Regions from separate parts of the Mus musculus genome. Here region 2 is linked to region 1. The links are chromatin contacts, called in public HiChIP or PLAC-seq maps. All regions are on one chromosome and are shown on one strand. Each heading gives the region's core, a stretch centred on a gene start, on an enhancer-like site or on the middle of the called end of the contact. The rest is flanking DNA. Distances are from core to core; before and after follow the strand shown.

Region 1 (4,221 bases), core at 716-3,215:
TTTCAAGGCCAGCCAGCTCTGTATGAAAATGGTGTTACAGAATAGGCAAATCCACAGAGACAGAAAGATGGCCCATTGCCTGAGACCAGAGATGAGCCTAGGATTGGGGACCAGCCACAAGGGACAGAGGGTCAGTCTGAGGTGATGACTTTTAAAACCAGATTGTGTGGTGATTACACAGGACACTTAGAGCAAATACATCTTACTGTCCAAAAATTATACTTCAATTTTAAAAAGTCAACTCATCCCGTGGTAAGCCTTAAATCATACTTTAAGAGAGGCTCTTCAAAAAAAATATTCCAAAGCATTAAGTAGGACAGGAAGCCAAACAAGATGGGTTTCAGGGCAATAGCCCAACTCTTTTTTAGATCAATGTAGCAGTGATTTCCCCCACCAGCAACCCACTGGTGTAATGCTATCTTCACTTTGTTATTTCATTCATTCATTCTGTTTTATCTTTTCTTTTTTTCGTTTGTTTGTTTGTTTGTTTGTTTGTTTCTCGAGACAGGGTTTCTCTGTATAGCCCTGGCTGTCCTGCAACTCACTTTGTAGACCAGGCTGTCCTTGAACTCAGAAATCCACCTGCCTCTGCCTCTATTTTATCTTTTTGTGATACTGGGAATCAGACCAGACCCTCCCACATTTCTTACTTTTTGTTTTGAGGCTCAGGCTGTGCTTGAGTTGACCATCTTCCTGTGTCAGGGATCACAGGCCTGGGCCACCAGACTTGGCTCTATGCTGTCCTTTATGATCCAGAGAGACAAAGGAACAGAACTGTACATTGTTCACGTCCTACCTTGGCAAGAGCCCCAGCTGGAAGCCAGTACATGCCTCTTAATGCTGTAGTTCGTGCAATACTATATCTAGCCTGGTTCTTGAGCCTTCTTCAAGGCAGGCCTGGGACCTCACCCCAATCTAAAATACCTGGGTGTATCCAACTGGAGCAGTTGAGACACCACCCTGCATTCTTCTGTCTCTAGCCTACCCAGCCTGAAGTTGCTTGTATTGTAATGTTAAGTGCAGACCACCACCACCCCCACCACCCCCACCTAGAATCTACATATAGCCCTAATGACCCCAAGTTAATTCTGATTGGTGAATAAAGATGCCAACAGCCAATAGCTTGACAGTAGAGAAGTAGGTGGGGTTTAGGTTTCACAGGCTTGGCAGTAAAGGACTATGAAGAATTTAGAGCTTATTGTAAATATAAAGGCTGAGAGTGCGACTTTTACTGGGGAACTAGTTGGTTTAAGGTGGGGTTGAAACCATGGGCTTAGATTTTAAATGATTTTCTACAACAACCCAGCTCTTGCCTAGCTGCAGTTGGCCTTCTAAGCTGCTCCCTGGAGTGTCTGGATGCTGCGCAGGAAGCTGCTGGCACAAGGTCAGAGCTTATGTCGCCCGCCTTGTGTCTCCAAAGCCCTTAAAGCCAGCTCAGTTGCAGTTCCTAGGGAAAATGTCCCCTCTACCCCTCTAAAATCAAAATGAGGGTTTGATACACTGGAACAGATGACCAAATACGCAGCACAGAGATACACGCTGTGCACAGGGGCAGCTCAAGAAGGGGATCACTCACGAACGCTTCCTCAGTGGCATGGGAAATCGGGGAATCTAGCCATCCTGAGAGGTAGTGAATAATTTTCAAGGTAACTGAAGGTCCCAAAGACAAACAATAGAGGTAAATTAATCTCTCTGGTGTGGGCCAAAGCTGCAGGCAATAAATAGCCTGTGACAAAGTCTGAGTGTGATGACGTCCCTGGGCCTTCCCTGGTTGGCAGCATCTGTGGGAGGAAATCAAAGGCAGCTGTATCCTTTGGCCAACCTGATCATTAGGTAGATCAGAGACTACTTTTTTACTTTTTTTACTTTTCAAAGTAAAGCCTGTTCCAGCCTCTGCTGACCCAGGTACCTTTCATCAGCAAGTCAACATACCAGAGTGCTACATTTGGGAGGTAACATTCCTCGGATTCCTTCGACAAGTAAACGCCTTCTGTCTACAGAGCAGGCTCCTACCTGTCACTTCAGAAGCCATGGTCCCACCTCCAGAAACTTGGGGCCCTCGATACTTTCTTTCGTTCAAACTACTTTACAAGTTTTTTCTCCTATAATGTTCATAAAACACAGGCCCCTGCAAGCTCTGCTGTGTACCAGTCACCCTATTATCACAACCAAACAATAGAAAGGATATCACAGGCTGGAACCACACAGTCCAGTAGTCTCTCACAAAATGCCAAGTAGGCAGAGAATGGAATCACCCCTTTTTAAATATTAAGGAGACAAATGGCTAGAGTTTAAAAAGATGTGTGTGTGTGTGTTCGAAAGTGCATGCATGTACATGTCTGGCATGTGTGTTTGCATGTGTCTGTGCATGTTTCTTCTGTTTATGGTTGAGGTGTATAGCAGAAAAGCACAGACAATGGCCAAAAGAAAATCAAGACAGAATCTCTTCATAAACTAAAAGGCACAGCTGAGTAAGCTGCACCCGGAGACGCAGGGGAAAGCAACTGGGAGCCCCTCTCCGGCCCACAGGGAGGAGAGAAAAGTGCTGAGGGTGCGTTTTCCAGAGCAGGTTCCCAGTTCCTCAGTCAGTCACCCCATCACTGTGAGTCCTGAGATCTAGACAATGCCTCAACCTCTGGTCCAGCCCTCTTCTTAGCAAGATCATAAGGGAGGTGTCAAGATCACGAGACCGTGAGACAGGAAGTAAATGTCTCCACAGGTGATCTATCTGCCTTTTGTCACATGGCAGTTTTATAACAGCAGGAGAAGCTGCCCACGATTAGTAGAAACTTCCTGAAAGGGATGAGGGAACCATCGCTCTAGGCTGACTCAGAAGTCCACATCAATTATCAACTTTCTAGCGCAAGTCCTTTCTTGATATTATATTTGGCAAAACACTATTAAAAAAAAAATCTAGAGTCACAAGAGAACCTGAGGAACAACTGCACGCTCTGGCTAACTCCTGTCTGTCTACTGTGATCAGTCAGGAGCCCCATCCCAAGGACATGCTCTAAAACTAGGGCTTGCAAAAGAAAATCAGAGTGGCAGAGTTCTCTAGCACATTATTTTCCCATGTGTTCCAAAATCTGGAGCCGTCGGGAAGTGTTTGCTTAGGTGTTTGTGGCCAAAGGCACTAACATGTTATCTGGAAGCTGGCCTGCTCGTGTTTTGTAGGAAAATTCTAGCAATTCCTAAGCATGTAAAGGGTCATGCTATCCGTGGGCGAGGAGCATGCATGACATCGAGGATGCAGCAGTGGCTGGTGTCATTCAGAAGAACTAGGTTTGTCAGACCACTGTCCAATGGCCAGGCCCCCACTCTCCAGATTGTCACTAGATTCCACTACCACCCTTCTCCTCTCTTGCTCATCTCTGTGTTAGTCCCTAAGCACACCGGGTACAGCCCTGTCCCAGGCTTCCCTGTCACCTGGAAGCCTTTCTCCCCAGTGACTCTCTCCACGTCTTCTCACTGAAGCCTTCCCTCACAGCCTCTGAAAGGCTGTACTCTTCGTACACGCTTTACTCTGTGATTTTCCACATGTAGCACATCAACCCATCGATTCAACCCTTTACCTTGTCTCTCTCACTCCACTGAAATCCACAAGGGAAGGGATTTGCAGTTTAGGTTTGCCCTTGAATTTGCAGTGTCTAGAACAGTGGTGACCCCATAATGGAAATGTAATGAGTGTGTTGCATGAATGGATGAGTTAGGAGTAAACGTTTCCTTGGGCTGAGAGTTGAGCATAACTGTCACAATGAAGACTATGAAACATCATGGACCAGAAGCTGGTCCTCCAGGTGTGTGCAAGTGTGTTCATGTGTCATCATGCATGGTGACACACATCTGGAGATCAGATAACACTTGTGGGAGTCATTCTCTCCTTTTATCCTGTAGATCAGACCGTCAGCCTCCGAAGCAGTGCCTGTATCCACTGAACCAGCTCATCAAGAGCTTGAGACGTATGGGATGTGAAATGTGTGAGATGCGAAAGGAGAAGGAAGGACTCTCTGGGGAGGAAGAAAGGTAACAGAAGGACAGAAGGAAGGAGGAGGGCAGTGGGGTGAGAGCACTAACAATGAAGTTTAAGAACATATATGCATGTAAGTTCCATAATGTCAACTTTACAATGTAATCAAGAAAAGATCTTTATTTATTTTGACTCACTGTTCTGGTCCAAGGTCAAGAGGCTACATCTGCCTTCTATCTGGCAGAGTCCGAAGG
Region 2 (4,393 bases), core at 901-3,400, 280 kb after region 1:
GGGCTCTTGAGGGCTACATCTAAATCTACATCTAAAGCCATTGTTTCCAAATTCCTAATTCCTTCCTAAGGGAAGGAGCCAGTGCTTTCAGATGGGGTGTCGGAAGCTTTGTGTCTCCACGTTTATTTAGAAAGAAGAACTTCCAGAAGACCTAGGGTAGACTCCTGAGAGCCAGAGTGCTGTTACCACAGGCAAGAGAACAGCATTGTAACACACAGGCAGCTACGCTTCCCACACTTCAGGATCAGATGACAAACACGTTCAACAAGGATTGAAGCCTTTGGCTGGAAGATCCTTGCAGTGTGCTGTGGTGGTCCTGGATATGCCCCCAAAGGCTGTGAGTTAAAGGTTTGGTCATTTGCCTGTGGTGCTGCTGGGAGGTGGGATCCAGTGGACAGAATTTAGGTCAGTAGGGACACACCCATGGAGGAGGCTGCAAGTCTGCTTCTTTCCAATCTCTCAGAGCTTCCTGGCTGCAGGAAGTGTGTAATTAGGCTTCACTGCTTTCTGCCAGGATGCTCTGCCTCTCAGGCTCAAAACAAGGGAGCCAAGAGACCATGGACTGAACCCTCCAAATTGGTGAGCCAAGATGAACCTGTTTCCTCAACTGGTGATGCTCCAAGCATTGTGTCTCAACAAAGGAAAGTCCATTAAAATACTTCTACTCAAACAGTTTTCATTACATTAGTCCCTCTCTCTTACTCTGGGTAGACATGCATATTTGCATGTCCTTGCGTACATCTGTGGTCTGGTGCACATGCATGTGGAGGCCAGAAGTTGATGTTGGGTTTCTTTCTTGTGCGTGCGTGCACACCCTGTGAGAAAATCACTTGCTGCCATCATGTATGACAATCAGAGTTCAAGCCCTAGAACCCACATTATGGAAGGAGAGAATGAAATTTCCTTGTCTTCTGCCTTCTACAGGCATTCTGTAGCATGTGTGTTCTATCCCACATACATACATACACATACAAACTAAGAATGTAATTTTTAAAAAGCTTGAGTATCCCTAGTCTGATTAAACCCAACCTCTAGATTTATACCACACCTATTCAACTCCATCAGCTGGTCCCAGGAGAATCTCACTAGATTCCAGTTTAATCTTGTTCAGGTAGGCAGGTTCTACTACACTGCAGCTTAGAGCACACACTGGTGAGCACTATCTACACGACTGTAATGCCTTCCTCACTTTCTGAGGGTGAATATCCAGAATATTATATGATACACAATGTGTCCTGTGTGGATGACTAACAGCTCTCCCAAGAACAAACAACAGCTGGAAAGAATTCTAAAGTGTCAATTCTGTTGACCCTGAGGCTCTGAGGTGAACCTGCCTCACCTCCTTGCACACTAAATGAGTGCTTACCCTCCAGCCTCCTGTTTAATTTCACTTTTTGTTTGTTTTTACTTATTTGAGACAGGGTTACTTTAGGTAAACCTGACTGAACTGGAACTCAGAGATCTGCCTGCATCTGCCTCCCAAGTGCTGGGATTAATAAAAGTGTGTGTACCACCACTTGGCAAATTTCAGTATGTTTTTATAAATGTCCCTCATAATCTTTATGCATGCTAAAATATGAGACCCTCTCCAGTGGAACAGATGGGAAAATAAAGAACCCAACAAGCAGAGACAAGCAAGATTGGACTTTGAGAGGTTTCTCTTTTTTACCCACTTTTTAAAATATATTTTTATTTATTCTTGAAGACTTTCATGCATGTATACAATGTCTTTTGGTAACACCAGTGGGCAAACAGGACTTTCAAAGGGTCAGTGGAGAAAGTCTGTGAGCAGCTTCACTTCAAACGCCCCTTCCTCCAGCCTTCAGTTAGGCTGCCTGCATCAGCCTATTGATACTCTCTTCAGTTAGGCTGCCTGCATCAGCCTGTTGATACTCTCTTCTACCTCTGACAGCTTCTTCAGGATTTGCTTGACTTTAACTTCATCAAATTCCAGACACAAAAATTCAGATTCCTGTAAAACACAAAAAGATGTTTAAGGAAAAACCTGCAAGACAGCAGTAGTGGTTTGAATGAAAATGGCCCCTAGGCACATACATTTGCATCCAGATGATGAGCAGGATGGGAAGGACTAGGAGTGGCCTTGCTGGAGGAAGTGTGTCACTGGAAATGGGCGTCAAGGTTTCAAAAGCCCAAGACCAATCTCCTTCCTCCACACCCCCTCTCTGCCTGCTGATCAGGATATAAAGCTCTCAGCTACTGCTCCAGCACCATGCCTGCTTGCTTCCTGCCGTGATGATCATGAACTAACCCTCTAAAACTGTACTTAAGCCCCCAAATGTAATGCTTTGGTAATAGTGTCTCCTCACAGTGACACAACAGTGACTAAGACTCGAGCTCTAGCTAAGGTTCTTTATCTGGCATGAGCAAGGTGCAGAGGCCCAGGGCCTAGCACAGCAAACCAGACTCCAGGCCTTTAAGCCTGTGTGATATTTTACCATACAAAGCATATCCACAGTATCCACAATAAAACACAAGCGTAAACAGAGACAGATGCCCTTGTTCTCATTATGAGAGGCTCTTCTGTCTGGCAGCTCAATTGACATGGTATAAATTTAAGGTAGGTACCTAGGTATTGCTACTTTGTGGATGAGAACTCTGAGGTCAGGAAAGGTTAACTTCCATCTAGAAATCTTTTAAATGACACAAGTCAGATAATTGAATTCTCAGCTCTGGCTGGCTTCAAAGTCAGTGCTGTCCCTACTTATATAATAATAAAAGAATTGTGATTTGTCTCTAGTTATCCTGGGCCATCTGCAACTCAGGCTAAAAAGAAATTGTGATAGGTTCACTGGGAAGTTTTAGATAGAAAACTATAAAGGATGACCAGATTTTGAAGTAGTAATAGATATTTCTCAGGTCCTTCTCCACGCAGTAAGACCTCTCTCACAAGATCTCCCTCCAATAAAGTCCCTTCAGTCACTCAGGATTGGTGAGCCAATCTAGGTAGTATCAAAAAGTAGGGTCTTTGATGTTTGTGTGGCAGAAATCTCACATGGCCCAGGTAACCCTAACTCTATATGGCCTTAAACGAGAAGAGCAAATCCAAGATAGTCTTTCCTACCTCATGAACAGTAACTTTAGACTAACATAAATGCTTACAGGTCTTACTTTCTAGAATATGAAATTAAGTTCTAGGTATGTCAAGGGACATGCCTAATGGCCTCTTGTCTGTTACAGGCAGAATCACAGGATTAATATTCTTATCTGTACATTTTCCTCTCTAAACATTAAAAGGGATCAAAATATCCTACCCCAAGAGTCTCTACTCTGATAAACGGATTGTTCTGAATTGAAGGTAACTGAGAATCATGGGATCCCTTGCTGGAGCTGCTTCTATCTGATTAAAGCAAAAACCTTCTGAGAAACGAGGAGCATGGGAGGAGACACAGTTGGCATAAAGTACAGGAACTCACTGACTAACCCTTGTCTACTGCTGTTCTTCTTGTCACTAACTGCTCCTAGGAGCCTCACTTATTGCTTTTCATAAAAAAGGTGTATAACCTTTTCAAGCCTGTGAGTTTTCAGTTTCAGTTTTCAGGTGTATGTGTGTGTGTGTGAGTGTGTGAGTGTGTGTGTGTGTATGTGTGTGTGTGTGTATGCACACACACATGTACAAACACATATGAAAGCCAGAGGTCAACCTGTGCTGTTGGTCCTCAGACATTTACCTTGGCTTTTGAGACAAAAATCTCTTAGTGGCAGGAGCTCACTGAGGGCAGGGCTGGTCTTCTGTCTTTCCAGCATGGTGATGACAAGCTTATGCTAACACACTTGGCTGTCTCAGGTGGGTTCCTCAGATTGAACTCAAGCCTTTCCATGCACTTTACTGACTAAACCATCCCCTAATCCCATAACTGTGACTCCCCCCACCCCCACAGGGCTTCATTCTCTGTGAAGTTCTAGCTTGCCTAGAACTTGTTATATAGACCAGGCTGGCCTCAAACTTAGAGTGATCTGAGTGCCTCTACCTCCTGAATGATGGGGGCAAAGGTGTGAACCACCACATCTGGCCTTTAAATTGATTTTTAACTGATAATGAAAACATTAAAAAGTTTAGATTTATTGGGTACCATGGGATATTTTGAAACTTGCATACACTGTCTAATGCTTAAATCAAGTCAAACATATCTATCTCATTTTTAAATGGTGAAAACACCAGTTCTTTCTTCTAGCCGTTGGAAATTGCAATGTATTGTCTATAGACATTTAACTGTGAAAGATCTTGCTCCCACCTATAACTTGGGACCCATTGGTTAAACTCCCCCTTCCATCCTCTCCAGCCTCTGGGTCACTGACACCCTGCTCTCACCTTCTGTGAAATCAACTGTTTGGGTGCTCAAGACTGAATCCAGGGCCTTATGCAAGTCACGCA

The links. HiChIP or PLAC-seq counts read pairs in DNA pulled down with a chosen protein or histone mark.
Region 2: an H3K27ac HiChIP or PLAC-seq map of embryonic stem cells shows a contact between it and region 1, with 6 read pairs. The contact joins two enhancer-like sites. A contact is called at or near these places in 1 of 484 Hi-C or Micro-C datasets (bone marrow-derived macrophages), 9 of 115 datasets of contacts at active chromatin or transcription factors (acute myeloid leukemia, a beta-TC-6 cell line, craniofacial prominence and 5 more) and 1 of 9 other capture datasets (embryonic stem cells).

What each region holds. Positions count from the first base shown.
Region 1 is chr11:22,620,141-22,624,361 of GRCm38.p6, forward strand. No RefSeq gene overlaps it. Among named protein-coding and RNA genes, the nearest start is that of Gm12052, 11 kb to the left of the region's middle. Within about 2 kb of position 1,966, at least 39 of the 459 cell types and tissues checked have an H3K27ac peak or open chromatin away from gene starts, as enhancers often do. A contact at or near this core is called in embryonic stem cells, where this site is marked.
Region 2 is chr11:22,898,086-22,902,478 of GRCm38.p6, forward strand. Commd1 (COMM domain containing 1) reads right to left here. Exons shown (of 3, transcript NM_144514.2): 3 at 1,643-1,972. The coding sequence ends at 1,865. Among named protein-coding and RNA genes, the nearest start is that of Gm24917, 31 kb to the left of the region's middle. Within about 2 kb of position 2,151, at least 7 of the 459 cell types and tissues checked have an H3K27ac peak or open chromatin away from gene starts, as enhancers often do. A contact at or near this core is called in embryonic stem cells, where this site is marked.